3 separate regions of the Mus musculus genome follow, and regions 2 and 3 are each linked to region 1. Evidence: chromatin contacts called from public Hi-C and promoter capture Hi-C data. All regions are on one chromosome and are shown on one strand. The core of a region is the stretch at or near the end of the contact, and the rest is flanking DNA. Distances in the headings are between cores, read along the strand shown. Region 1 overlaps Gm11999 (predicted gene 11999). Region 2 holds the start of Spata48 (spermatogenesis associated 48). Region 3 overlaps Spata48 (spermatogenesis associated 48).

The links. Promoter capture Hi-C pulls out the DNA fragments that hold promoters and counts their contacts. Hi-C and Micro-C count contacts between places; a contact is called where the count stands out from the background.
Region 2: a promoter capture Hi-C map of pre-B cells shows a contact between it and region 1, with 2.5 times the contacts expected there. The contact joins the promoter of Spata48 here to the enhancer-like site in region 1. A contact is called at or near these places in 4 of 39 promoter capture datasets (the C10 cell line, the HPC-7 cell line, pre-B cells and 1 more), 1 of 484 Hi-C or Micro-C datasets (the HPC-7 cell line), 2 of 115 datasets of contacts at active chromatin or transcription factors (the SCID.adh cell line and double positive thymocytes) and 3 of 9 other capture datasets (adipose tissue, liver and pancreatic islet).
Region 3: a contact with region 1 is called in a Hi-C map of the HPC-7 cell line, with 5 times the contacts expected there. The contact joins two enhancer-like sites. A contact is called at or near these places in 1 of 15 datasets of contacts at CTCF or cohesin (CD8 T cells), 3 of 484 Hi-C or Micro-C datasets (CD8 T cells, the HPC-7 cell line and centrocytes) and 2 of 115 datasets of contacts at active chromatin or transcription factors (CD8 T cells and double positive thymocytes).

What each region holds. Positions count from the first base shown.
Region 1 is chr11:11,654,826-11,659,290 of GRCm38.p6, reverse strand. The region is part of intron 1 of Gm11999 (predicted gene 11999); the gene reads left to right. Among named protein-coding and RNA genes, the nearest start is that of Gm11999, 29 kb to the left of the region's middle. Within about 2 kb of position 1,955, at least 103 of the 459 cell types and tissues checked have an H3K27ac peak or open chromatin away from gene starts, as enhancers often do. A contact at or near this core is called in CD8 T cells, the HPC-7 cell line, the SCID.adh cell line and 2 more, where this site is marked.
Region 2 is chr11:11,461,530-11,465,994 of GRCm38.p6, reverse strand. Spata48 (spermatogenesis associated 48) reads right to left here and starts at 2,251. Exons shown (of 9, transcript NM_001347068.1): 1 at 1,169-2,251. The coding sequence starts at 1,739. It overlaps Zpbp (zona pellucida binding protein), which reads left to right and starts at 3,576. Exons shown (of 8, transcript NM_015785.2): 1 at 3,576-3,931. The coding sequence starts at 3,631.
Region 3 is chr11:11,498,187-11,502,651 of GRCm38.p6, reverse strand. All of the region lies in intron 7 of Spata48 (spermatogenesis associated 48), which reads right to left. Among named protein-coding and RNA genes, the nearest start is that of Spata48, 37 kb to the right of the region's middle. Within about 2 kb of position 2,536, at least 13 of the 459 cell types and tissues checked have an H3K27ac peak or open chromatin away from gene starts, as enhancers often do. A contact at or near this core is called in CD8 T cells and the HPC-7 cell line, where this site is marked.

The DNA.
Region 1 (4,465 bases), core at 706-3,205:
TGGGAACTCCTTAACCATGGGCCACCATCCTACACAGGCCAGTCCTTCTTGAAGATTCGCTCCTTCTAATCTCGACAGGTCCCTGAAGCTTGTGCCTGTCTGTTCCCAAATTTCTAGTGAAGGTCACAGGCTGATCCCTGTCTAGCTTTGGGTAGCAATGTTGGTGCAGCTGTCTGATCAGGCTCCTGCATCTCCCCTGCACGTGCAATGCAGTTTGCACTGCTCTAAGCCACACTTGCCTGGCTGAGTGGCCCTGTCAACTGTCCTTCCAGTAGGTGGGAATTTCACTTCCTTATTTCCAGGCATAAATAATTGCAGATGCAAAATTGGGGCCTTATTTTAGACACAGGCGTTGAGAATGTGACTCAAAATATTCAACAATATTTTTAATCCTGTTTTTTAAGTATGAGGAAGCCTGAGCAACTTGCTGGTCAAGGCTCTGGATTTGTCAAGCCACACAGGTCAAAAAGGCGACAGGTGGGAGATGAGATTTCAGTGCTGCATGCAACTTGTGTTTTACTTTTGTTCCTTATTTCCCGTCCCTTATAAAGAACTATTCTTAAACATACCACTGCACCCAAGGCTTTAAGAGCCATTATCCCATCAATGATAACATATCCTGGGGTTCATAGCTTACTTGGCTGCATCTGTCTGGCACATAACTTTCATGGGATAGTGAAAAATATGTATCTCTTCCTTCAAAAAACATGTAGAAAACACATTTCTCCTCTTTTGCTTAAGGTTCCTTCTTCCCCTGTAACAGCATTTTATTGGGCCACTGAGTGGTATATCCCTTGGCCAGGAGAATATGCAGAAGAGATAGCGGGTGCACACGCGTGCGCGCGTGCGCGCACGCACGCGCACACAAACACACACACACACACACACACACACACACACACACACAAGTATTCAATTCAACTCTTCCCCTTCACTATATAGGTCCAAATCATTCCCATGTCCTGGGTCCCCTTGCTGCTAGGTAGGTTGCTGAAGGAAAATTTGGCCAAAAGAGGTGCTCAAGTATTGGCTCAGTGCAAGCTTCATTGCTCCACTGGACTTCCCTGACAAAACAGAAACTTAAGACAAATTGGTTTCAGGACTGTGACCTCAGGATATGATGGACCCTGTTGCACACTGGCACGTCCAGGAATCCTGCCATGCTGGCAGGCTTAGTGGATGACTAAAAGAAAGACAAGGTGCAGTGGCTTGGGTTTACCAACACACAAAGCCTCATATGTCTGGTCTTTGTGAGTTATGGTAGTTGGACCTTCGGATATCTCATCTCTACCACCTGGGTAGCACCAACTGCTGGAGAATTTATGAGCACAGACACCTTGGGGCTTTCTTGAGAGAGGTGATTGGTCAGAGAAAATGGAGTGCTCTGGAGTTACAGCCGCCCTGACTCCAGCCTGTGATTAGGCAGCTTGGGTACTGTCAGCGAGGAACCACAGGCAGATCGGACATGGCAGCTGCAGATCTGCCATTGGCCCAGCTGACTGCCTCTGGTCTGGAATGTTCTTATTATTCTTGTTCTATAACCAGGTGGCTGAGGGAAACCAGGGCCTTTCTGACCTCAAACTGACAAGCATAGGCTCTGTCCCTCTAATGATCAAACTCTGCTAAGCACTAGAGATGGAGGACAGATACTGCTGGTACAGCTCTTCTTCCAGGGCCTATGTCCATGACAAGAGATGGGTTATTTCCTGCACACTATAGGGCATAAAATTCTAGCACACAGCCCTGGGAATGTGTTCTATTGAAACATTTGCTCACAACTGAATGGGAAAGCAGGAGGCCAAACTGCCCTTGGGTCAGGGTAAACACTGCTCTTTCCTGGCTCCAGTTGAGTCATGTAAAAGAAGGTGATTAATGAGACATTAAATGGTGTGTATGTTTTAAGGACACAGAGGACAGGGGCTCTCAGAACCGCAGGAGCCTGTGGTTTCTGAAATACTGGTGGGTGGCTTCCTGTAGTTGCAAGGCATGCTGGGGAGATGAGATAGGACAGGCCCCACCTAACTCCCTTCATACGGATTCTGGCAGTTTGGCTCCTGCAGCCTGGTCTGACCTGCTGCTCCCATGCAGTTAGACTGGGGAAGCAGAGCAGCTAGCTATCAGCCAGACAAGTAATAGACATCTAATAAGGTCACGTGGCCAGAAACGCAGAAGCCCACAGACCAGTTTCTGGGGGCAGAGATCGGAAGCCATTCACTTTATTTTGTGCCTGTAGACAGTGACTTTAATGTTATGTAAATGTAGCCCTTAATTCCTAATGTCTGGAAATGTGTGTGTCAGGGCTGTGGCAGCTCAGGTTGTGGATGATCCAGACGACGGTGTGTGTGTGTGTGTGTGTGTGTGTGTGTGTGTGTGTGTGTGTGTGTGTATTCAAGGAAAGCTTGTGATTACTAGCCTCTGATTTCCTTTTTCCATGACAAGATTTAAATAGGACAAGACAAGATGATGAAAACTGAGGGGTAAGCCAGTGTCTGCGGAAGGGGCCTCTCTGGAGAGGGGAAAGGAGGTGGAAGCTCTGGAAAGCAACTGCACTCCTGGTTTCAAGGCACAAAGTGATACCCTCCTGGTCAGAATCACTTATCTAACTAGAAACACCGGGAAATCAGCATGAAGGGCAAATTTGTGTCTAGGAAGATGAGCACCATGTGACAGAGGCTTGCCAGAGAGTCATATGTGTGGGTGGCAGTGGAGTGCAGAAAGAAGGGCCAGTGGTAAATTCCCTCCAAGCAGGTGGAAGGAACCAGCAAGGCAGTGTAGGCCCCAGCTGCCCACTTTGTCTTCCCACAGGAAGCCTGTGGCCTAGTGTAAGTCTAGCCCTATGGTAGCTGTACAACCAAATGTCCTGCTCTTCGCTGTCCTCGGGTCCTCAATCTATCTCTCTGGGGACAGTTAGGATCCGGGTTAATGTGATGAAATTTGTCATCTCTTGAGGCACAAGCAGCCCAGGAGCCTAGAGCCTGGAATGATGGTCTCTCTAAGATGATCTGAATAACCAAATGCTCACACTTGAAGCCAATTCTTTGCTCCTAAAGTAGCCTGTAATGCTTTTTATTCTAGTTTTATTGACATAGGGAAATTGTTCATTTTTTAGATGTTTTGTGATATTTTGATACAAGCATACATACTGGTCAAATAGGTTAATTGGCATGTTCACCACACCAAACATGTACTTTTCTTTGCCATACCACCAAGGATATTAGAGTCTGATTTGTCTAATTGACTTCTTTTTTTAATCAAGGGTTGTTGAAGGAAAAAAAAAACATATGGTTAAGCCTGGTGAGAAGGATTATACTGCCAGGTACACTGCAGGATGAGGCCGGGGGATGGAAAAGTTCAAGGCTTTCTAGGGCTATAGATTGAGATCAAGGCCACTTGGAGCAATGTAGGAAGAGTATGTCTTAACATAATAAGCAAAAATGGACATGGAGATGGAGTCTAGTGCTAGGGATCTTGTCTAGCACGTGCAAGGCCCTGCGCTCAATCCTTAGCACCACAGAAGAAAACAATCAGGAATGTCAATGATAGTATTTTCTTTGCACCATTCTAAAGCACATAAGAGAGAAGCTTATTTTTCTCAGAAGCTACAGTCACTATTCCTAGATCATGTGACTAGTGTAACCTGGAGATGTCCCTTCTTTGTAGTGACTTAGACAAGGAAGCTTAGAGCCAAAAGGCAACTCTTTGTTTCTCTATACCTTATCTATCCCAGAAATCCTCAACAAACTTATTTCCCTCACTTCATCCCCATATCTGTTTATATTTCACTTTATTGTTAATACTCCTGGTTTTTAAATTGTGAGCCAAATGTAAGTAATTTTGGAGTTAGGAGAATCATTGGCAACTAAATATAAATGATGTCAGCTGTTGGGCTCCTTGGTCATTTCTGCTGGCTTCCCACTTACACACTGTAGGTAGAGGTGTGGGTGACTACCTTTCCTAAGACAAGCAGCTAGCCTTTCTCAGCTTCACAAATCAGTTCTGTGGTATAGTCAGCAATTCCAGCTGTGGAAATTCCACAAGGTATGAAAGAAAATCATTTTTTGCTCTTAAAGAGGTTTCAAGCCATGAATGAGTCATGAGCTATCTTAGTGTCCTTTGCCTTCAACAAACCTCCTCCCACCTACACACACACTCACACTCACACATACATACACATTCTCACACACCCATCCATACACACTCACACACACCCTCAAACACTCATACACATACACTCGAACACATTCAGATGCACTCCCACACACACACTCACTCACTCCTATTATTCCTAGAGGTTGGCAAATCTAGAATCACCTGGACCTTTCCTTTACTTCCCATGACCAGCGGTTGACCAGGTCCAGTGCAGAAGTCATCTGTGGAGCCTCTCCTGCCCTTGTTCTACTTCCTGTAGTCTCACAGGCTCCTCTTTTGTAGCATCTCCCCAGCAGAGCTCATCTTGTGTACATCA
Region 2 (4,465 bases), core at 1,002-3,501, 190 kb after region 1:
TACTCTTAACCACTGAGATATCTCTTCAGCCAACTTCATTTCTTTTAATGATGAGTTCTTAGTAATAAACTATGAGTTCAAGCTCCTTTTCAATCTCTAAGAACATAGTGTTTACTATTTGTTGTATTTGATTATCAGTAGCATATTTCCCTGGATAAAATTTTCAGATAACCAACTCTTAAAATCTATTGACTTTGTTAATACTCTATATAGGTATTCTATAACTCAGGAACTTCCTATGGTTGTTTTAAGACAACCATATATTGAATGATATATGAAAAGCATAACACATTCTTTGCTTATGCCTTTCCAGGTTTAAAACCAGTTGGAGGGTGAGGCTGGAGTCACGCTGAGTGCTCTTTTCATGGTCCATCTCTGGGCAGAATATCAGATAGAATGCATTTCTACTGTGCAGACATGCGGTGGCCTTGTCCTTCATCATACATTGTCATTCTTTATCCTCTAAGGTTTTAGGTGAGAGCTGAAGATGAACTCTGTAATTTCTGACACAGTAGCAAGCCAAAGCACCCCAGCCAAAGGTCTGACCTTTTCCTATAGTCAAAGATTTTAATCTTTTATCACACCTTCCCTGCCTACCATGCACACTTCCCTACACAGGAAATAGCTGTGGTTTTCCTTTGGAGATATTTTTCACTGCATCTCTGTCCAGAGAATCATAGTACAGATGAGAGTGGCACCAATAATTCAGCCATTGGAAGCACAACACTACTTATGAGGGGTTTGCTTCTCTTTAGTTCCTGTTCTTATCCAATTTACTTTAATCTTTTCCATTTAATTTCAGTCCATGTAATCTAACTTTTTAACCAGCAGATTGATTACAAGGGAGAGAAACAATGAAGGAAGCTTTTATACAATTTACCCTGACACATGGACCCTCTTTTGTAAAATAAGTTATCTGTATAATTAAAATAAATTAATTGTTAATATATTTGCTGTTGACCAATTAAACTTAAATTAAAAAAAATCATTTGTGTTTTACAAGCAGATTTATACATTGTATCACTTGTAAGACCTTCTTAAAATCCAATTGAAAATAATTTGTTCAGTCATTTTATGTCAATTTAACTGCTAAAATTTAAAAAAATCTCAAGCTCATTCTCCTTTGCGTCACTTGAAGAACATATAAAAACTATGTTGCTTTACTTACCTCCAAGCTTTGCCTTGATGGAAATGTCTGGCACTTTCCTGGAATTCCATCTCCTATCCTGTTTTAGTTCTTCTGCAAGTATTGTTTGCCTTTTTATTGTTGTTTGAAATCCTTTGTCTGGTCTAGGAACTCGATTTTGAGGTTTCACATCATGGAAACTCACCAGGTTTGGTATGGCTCTGCCTATATTAGGCTTTAAATTAGCATCTCCACCAGGACTCATAAATCCTGAGCAGGGGTCACCCAAGGGCACATCGTCACGCAATGGTGCTAATGGATATGCCCTCCCATATGGTGGGGGATAGGGGTAGTGAAGATGATAGTCCGGCAAGACTGAAGGTGGATAAGGATGAAATTTTAAAAATGTAGGGTTGCATTTCTTTTCAAATCTGACACAGTTATGTCTGTCTTCAAGTCCTTTCACAGAGGGCATGTTCATTTTCTGTAAGAGGTTACTGTAGTGCGGGTAATCTGGATGCTCAATAGCCTTTCCTTCTGAGAAGATGAACCTTCTAGGGATACTGATCTTCCCAGGCATGGTCTTGACCTCCATATCCATGTACTGTCTCATCAGTTTTGAGGATTATGAATTAAATTCCTTTGTTTTTTTTTTTTTTTTTTTTTTTTACCATTTAACTATTAAAAACCCATATTTCCAGTAATGGAAGATTAGGATTAATCCACCATAAAATTAATTCAATTTTCTAAATGTTAGTCATTTAAAAAGTCTTAAGGTAATTTTTTTCTGCTGAAAGGGAGATAGGCCAGTATAGAAATAGGACATAATAATAATAATAAAAAAACACAAAAAGAGCCTTTGCTGCTTGGCAACAGGTAGAACCATAGCTCACGGAACTACTTATTATGTACATCATAATGGAATTCTTTAGGCAAACCACAGAAAAAAGTCCTAGTAATATTTCCATTATACCTTTTTCTCCAATGCTCAGGAAACCAATACACACACACATGCACACACACACATGTATATGTAAAAATTTAACATGTTCATATTTTGTGGGCAAGATAGTAACTGAAAGAATATACTGAAGTTGATGTAGTGAATACATATACAGTCTCTCTCTTTCATATATACTCTCTCTCTCTCTCTCTCTCTCTCCTACACACACACAAACACACACACACAAACACACACAAACTAGAAATAACTTTTCGGGTTGGAATAAATTATAAACATTGGTATATGTTTAATTTAAATACGCTAACAAGGAAGATATAGTATACTGATTTTTAAGAAAAATAATTCATAAATCATAGCCAATGTAAAAGTCCATTCTTAAATGCCTTAAATTATCTGCAGTTTCTTTAAGTTACCACAATTCTTAGAACGAAAACAATGAGGTATTTATGTTATTTCAGTAAATGGCAGCATAAAAAACGATCTATTTTAAACGATAAGCATAGCAGTCCACTTAAGAGCTGTTTTTTAACTAGACAATTTGGTTTTGCATGAAAATTGCAACTAAGTTTAATTATTACAATCCGAAGGGTAATAGCTCACACCTCCTTAAATAAAGAAGGTAAGCTTCTACAAGAGTCAGGTATAGAATATTTAAATCAGATCAATTGTATGATAGTAAGGATAAGCAGAATGTAGCCACGACCACCTATGATGATGACTGAAAATTTGCAATATACAACAAAACAAGCAATAACGTTGAAATAAATGGGTAAGTTTTCAGCATAAGGTCCTGGACAGTTTATCCAAAACACGAAGGTCAGTAAGTTTTTACTCCACTCCGTATTACCCATCTCTTCATATTAAAAGTGAAAACATTTAACAGCCTGCTTCTAGTGTTTCTATATATTTGTATAAAATTTATTTTTATCCTAGTTGGACTATCATTAAATCCTTCCAAAGGCAGAAAAGATGTATGATTCTTTCAATTTAAATACATTCTCATTCTAAACGGTCCGTGAGCTGGTTCTTTATGTTTTCCTGAATCCAAGTTGAGGATGATCTTCCAAGCCGAGTACTGCATGAAAGTCAATGTCATCTAAGGTCTATTTCCTCCATTTTCCCATCATGCCACTTTTTAAGGCAATACCTTTAATTTCTCCTAGGTGTTCACTGCATGCATTTTCTATTAAGTCCCACACACTGATAATGCACAATCGTTCGCATTACAACAGTCAGGAACTTCATGCATTGGCATTACTATAGCCAGGAAGTTTATGAGAGGTGTACATTCATTAAGTCATCCGTTCTCAGGATCTGCTGCCATTAGGCACCTAAAGGCTGAAACTCAATCCACTGCTAAGGTAATAAGAGGGGCTTCTCCTCTGCACACAGACACCACGGGAAGGCAAAGGTTAGAACTTTGCGACACAAGATTCTTCTCGCTTTGGAATCTCAGACCAGCCAGGTTCTGGAGGGTTTCCTTAGTGGTGCGGGGCCTCGAAGTCAAGGGAGCCCCTAGGGGATCGACCTCTTGCCTCCCATGTGTACCCAAGCTGGGTCCCAAGCTAGCACACCTCCCGCACATCACCCGAGCGGAAGTGGCGCGTCCGTCGGTCCGTCCTTCCGGCCTGCCGTCTGCCAACTTCCGGCGGCGGGTGGGCGCGCGCCAGGTAACGACCTTCTGCGCCGAGGCTCGGCCGTCGGCGGCGTGTGGATGGAGGCCTTGGCCCCGGGCCGGGCTCCGCGGGGCCGGCGGCGGGCCGGGGCCTCGGGCTCCGTGCTCTCGCCGCTGTCGCTGGCCGCCGTCCTGCTCTGCGCCTTGCTGCGGGCGCCCCCTGCAGGTGAGGCTCGGCGCCGCATGGCGGGAGCTCTGGCTGCCGCGGCTCCTCACGAGAATTGCGTTGGCCCCGTGTCACGTGACTCCGACTACACAAGGACACCCTCTCTGGCAGGGACAGCCCCAGTGAGCCTAGTTTTGTGTAGGAATCTTGAAAACTACATTTGCATAGAAAAGACCTCTGTGGGCTCGTGAAGGAGGCCCTGCTCCAAGAGATTATCCGAACTTTAAAAGTGCCTTAATAAAACTTCAGTTCGTGGGTCATTGCCAGCCGTGTGTTTCAGAGCGAGTCTATGTAGCTCTGTATAGTACTGAATTTGTGCTGTGAACCTAGTGAGCTTTTAGACCATCCTTGATAGTGCAGCGCCCTCTGTTGGTTCTGGATGTAAAATGCAGGGTGTAGTTGGAAACACGTATCCTAGTTTCAAAAATATATATCGGAGAAAGAAATGAGCGCTTACTAGATTGGCTTTTTAGCTAGCAAGGTTTGGTCTCTCTCCCTCTCCCTCTCTTTATGTTGAAATTGTAGACTTACTAG
Region 3 (4,465 bases), core at 1,287-3,786, 160 kb after region 1:
ACATGGAGCAATCCCTAAAGGAACAGGCCTTGGGTTCAGCCTCGGCAAACATCTAGGCCATCTCTTGTGTAAAGAGGCAAAGTCAGACTGAAGCAAAAGTGATCCTTACCTTAATTTCCTGTTTGATTCAGATTAGAAATGGGGATTAATTAAATAATTTAAAGAAGTTCCTGACTATCATTCATGCCCAGGAAAGGCATTGAAAAGAAATGTCACTCAAGCTATTCTGAATTCCTGTTCTACCTTATGAATAGGTTGGATTCTCTTGGTCCCCAACCTACTCTCAAGCTATAAGTTCCCTAACTTTGAATGCCTCCTTTATTTTTCAAAATAGTGTGAGCAAGCCAGAAGTGCAGAAACCAGTTCTGTTCCCGTTCTGCAGACAAGGAGGCTGAGGTCAGAGAAAATGACATGAGGAGCCCCAAATGGCTTGTTTCAGGTTACATCTAGATAATGGATCTTCCACAAGTGCCAAAATTAAGAAACTGTCATTTATAATGAGAAAACATGTCATGATTCTGTTTGTATGGATGTGTTATATATGTATGTAGGCATAATTGTAAAGAAAATATATAATGCAGAAGTTATTTTTCCTTCATTGGTTATAACAGGAAAATGCTTTAGTGAGAAGTTACTTATATAAACTTGGTGTAGTGTCTTAGAGGAATATTATGCAACCATTCAATGAATTGTGGAGAAAACGATCAGTGTTTATTTATAAATCTTACATTCATGCAAACTCTGTGTGTGAATATAGACACACCATGACATATATCACAGACTTCATAGACACATAGATAAAGGATCATCAAATCTCCAACACTGGTGTTAAAAACCAAAGAGACAGTTTACTTCCTATACTTTAAAAATACTTGGATTACTGTTCCATCAGGATATGTAGATGTTAGAAGGTGAGCTATGCTAATACTAGAGGTGAGCACAAACATGGGATAGTTGTATCAGCTCTGGAAAATGACTAAACAACTGGTTTGAGAATGCTGCTAAATTTTCACCTTGTAATCTATTAGAAAGGAATCTCCATTAAGGAAATAGTTTTAAATCATGAAAGACATATGTAAAAATATTTGAGGGGATTATGTATAATAGCAAAAAGAGAAAGGAAATAATTTATATATGAATTTAAATCCCTCAAGTACACTACATTTGAAAGAACAGAAATGGTGTTTAGGAAAGTCTATTTCACAATCATGCTGCAATGCAGAGGTAGTGCTTGCTCCCTGGGGCATATCACAGCAATGGGTGCTCCTTGTGGCATATCACAGCAGTGGGTGCTCCCTGGGGCATATCACAGCAGTGGGTGCTCCCTGGGGCATATCACAGCAGTGGGTGCTCCCTGGGGCATATCACAGCAGTGGGTGCTCCCTGGGGCATATCACAGCAGTGGGTGCTCCCTGGGGCATATCACAGCAGTGGGTGCTCCCTGGGGCATATCACAGCAGTGGGTGCTCCCTGGGGCATATATCAGCAAGAGTGAGAAGGGCATATGACAAGCGGGAAAGGTGAGTCTAATAGCAGTTATGTTCTCATGGGAGAGTTTGTGTTTGCTATTGTTTTCTGCACTCAATTCTTATTATGATCAAATTCAATTCTACAACAGAAATAATGAATTACATTTTAAACTGTTGAAGTGTTCTTCACCAATGTAGTCCAGATGACCTGATAACTAGGAAAAGAAGAGGGAGGAGGAAGAGAAAGGAGAAGGAAGGAAGGAAGGAAGGAAGGAAGGAAGGAAGGAAGGAAGGAAGGAAGGAATCACCTGAAGGAAGTTTGAAAGATAATGCCCTGCTAGGGGTGGGGGTGAGGGTGGGGTAGGGGCGTGGGGTGTTGATCAGGACACTGTAAATCTACTGGGTAATGTTTTGTGTTGCTGAAGGACAGCATTTTGGTAAATGTAAGGTCATGATTAAGCATCAATCTTCCAGACCCTAAAGAATATCACAGGGTACATTTAGGTAAGAAGTTCCTTTAAGCTGGGAAACTTCAAAGAAAGTCATGCTTGCATTTGAATAGGACATTTGTTTGTTTGTTTATTTGTTTTCCCCTACTTGGTACAAAATAAAAATTTGAATTTCCGTATTTGAGACTTTATTGAGATGAAGACATATTTTATAAATTCTATAATTTTGTTAGCCCAGTGTGATATTGTACAAAATACATAACATTTAATTTGAGACCTATCTGTAGGTAGTACAACTACCAAGTGGGCAAGCAGGAGATCAGCACAAAGCCAGATGCGGGGCTTCTCATTTGGAGCATGGAAGGAGATGGCGAGGTTCCCGGGGCACAAGGAGTTCAGAAGAGTTCACTAGAAATCTATTTCGCGAGGTCGGTGTGGACACACACACAGGCATTTACTTCGCAGTTGAGTGTATTAAGAACGACACTGTGTGTCACAGCATCCATAAACACTTCATGATAAAAATGGGCAACATTTGTTGTGTTAAAAGGTTATGATTCTGTTAAAAACCAGAAAATCAATCACGAGAAGAAACTTTGCAACCTGGGACGCCCTCTAGCGCTCATATCGGAGAAACACAGCTAAATGTCAGTTGTCTATGAAAACACAAGCTTCAGCAAGATAAGGTAAAAGGCACTCTCCCAAGTTCTTCAAAGAAATGCCCTGTTTTTACATTTAAAAAAAAATTAAATGCCTCTTATTTTCGTTTCAGCCTCTTTTAAGAATGACTCCAAGGAAAGTTTGATTTCAAAAGCAAGGTTGTCTCACAAAACATTTCAAAGTTTAAGTATATACTTGAATAAAAAGAAACATTACCAAAATCTTATGCTTGGTGAACACTTTAAGGTTGGCTTTCTCCTTTCAATTTTTTAAAAGAATTATTGTTTAAATAGTAATGACTTCCTTGCAGAATTTATGGGAGAATTTTACACTGGCTCCCTCAGACTTGACAAATGGTGGTAGGTGTCATCAGCCTTTGGAGTGCTACATGTAAAAATGACATCTCCACAGTCATGGGTCAAAAAGCAAAGTCAGTTGTGTGTGTGTGTGTGTGTGTGTGTGTGTGTGTGTGTGTGTGTGAAATCGTCTGTCCACCAAGAGTTTTAGCTTGTTGGAGGCAAATTCTTTTCTATTTTATATCTATATTAGGACAGCTCTTAGCTCTTCCAGCCCTAGACAGACATGCTTAATTAAATTCCTCGATAAAACAATTTATATAAATGTACTAAAGCTAAAGTTAATTTTGAAGGATATTTTATAGCCTGACAGAGAGGAAAAAGGAATTAGGTTAAATTAATAATAGAAATAAACAAAATACAGGAGATTTTAAAAAACCAAATATTTAACAACAGAATATAGCAGAAGGTGATCCAATAAGAAATTTCTCTACTTCTGTTTGTGGGCATAACATCTTTTAAAAGATAAAATTAATTAACATTCAGCTAGTTGCAACAATTTATGCCATGACTATATGAAGTCCTTGGTAAGAGCTGTCAATCACAGAAACCAATGTGAGAATTTCTCTAACATTTGACAACTCTGTAGCATGGAAGAAAGATAATACAACCACTGTTTCAGATAACTGAATAAACAACATAACTTTAAAAATGTGCCCCTCAAAATGACCATTTCTTGTCCTTGTGTCTAAACAATGTAGTATGACAGCTACTTAGATGCATGTACAGTGTACTAGCTATCACAAGAAATCTAGGGAGGATGCACACAGTATGTTTTGCCAAATATTAAAGCATTTTATATATGGATTTGAGCATCTTCAAGTTTCAATATCTGCAGGTCTTTGGACCCAAATCCTCTGACCCTAAAGCAAAGCTCTGAGCCTGTATGTATACGCTATATACATTTTCTAATACTTTTATTAGGTATTTTCCTCATTTACATTTCCAATGCTATCCCAAAAGTCCCCCATACCCTCCTCCCCCCCACTCCCCTACCCACCCACTCCCACTTTTTGGCCCTGGTGTTCCCCTGTACTGAGGCATATAAAGTTTGCATGTCCAATGGGCCTCTCTTTCCACTGATGGCCGGCTAGGCCATCTTCTGATACATATGCAGCTAGAGACAAGAGCTCCGGGGTACAACAGCCATAAACAGTTGTGGAGGCTGAACATGATGTCCCCATCATAGTCTAGGGAGTTTTAATATTTGGTCCCCAGTCTGTGGCACTCTTTGGGCAGTTTAGGAGGTATGACTTTTCTGAAGGAAGTACATCATGTAAGCCAGGCTCTGAGGTTTCAAAGCCTTGCACCAGTTCCATTGCTCTTGCCTTTCCTTGTTTGTTTGTTTGTTTGTTTGGTTGGTTGGTGAGCTCTCAGGTTGCTGTTCCAGCTGCTTCCTCCCAGATAAGATCCACTCATAAATAAACCCTTCCTACTGCAAGATGCCTTGGCCATGGTATTTCTATTGCAGCAATAGGAAAGTAACTAATTTATCAATAGGAAAGTGACTAAGGTAACAATAGGAAAGTAA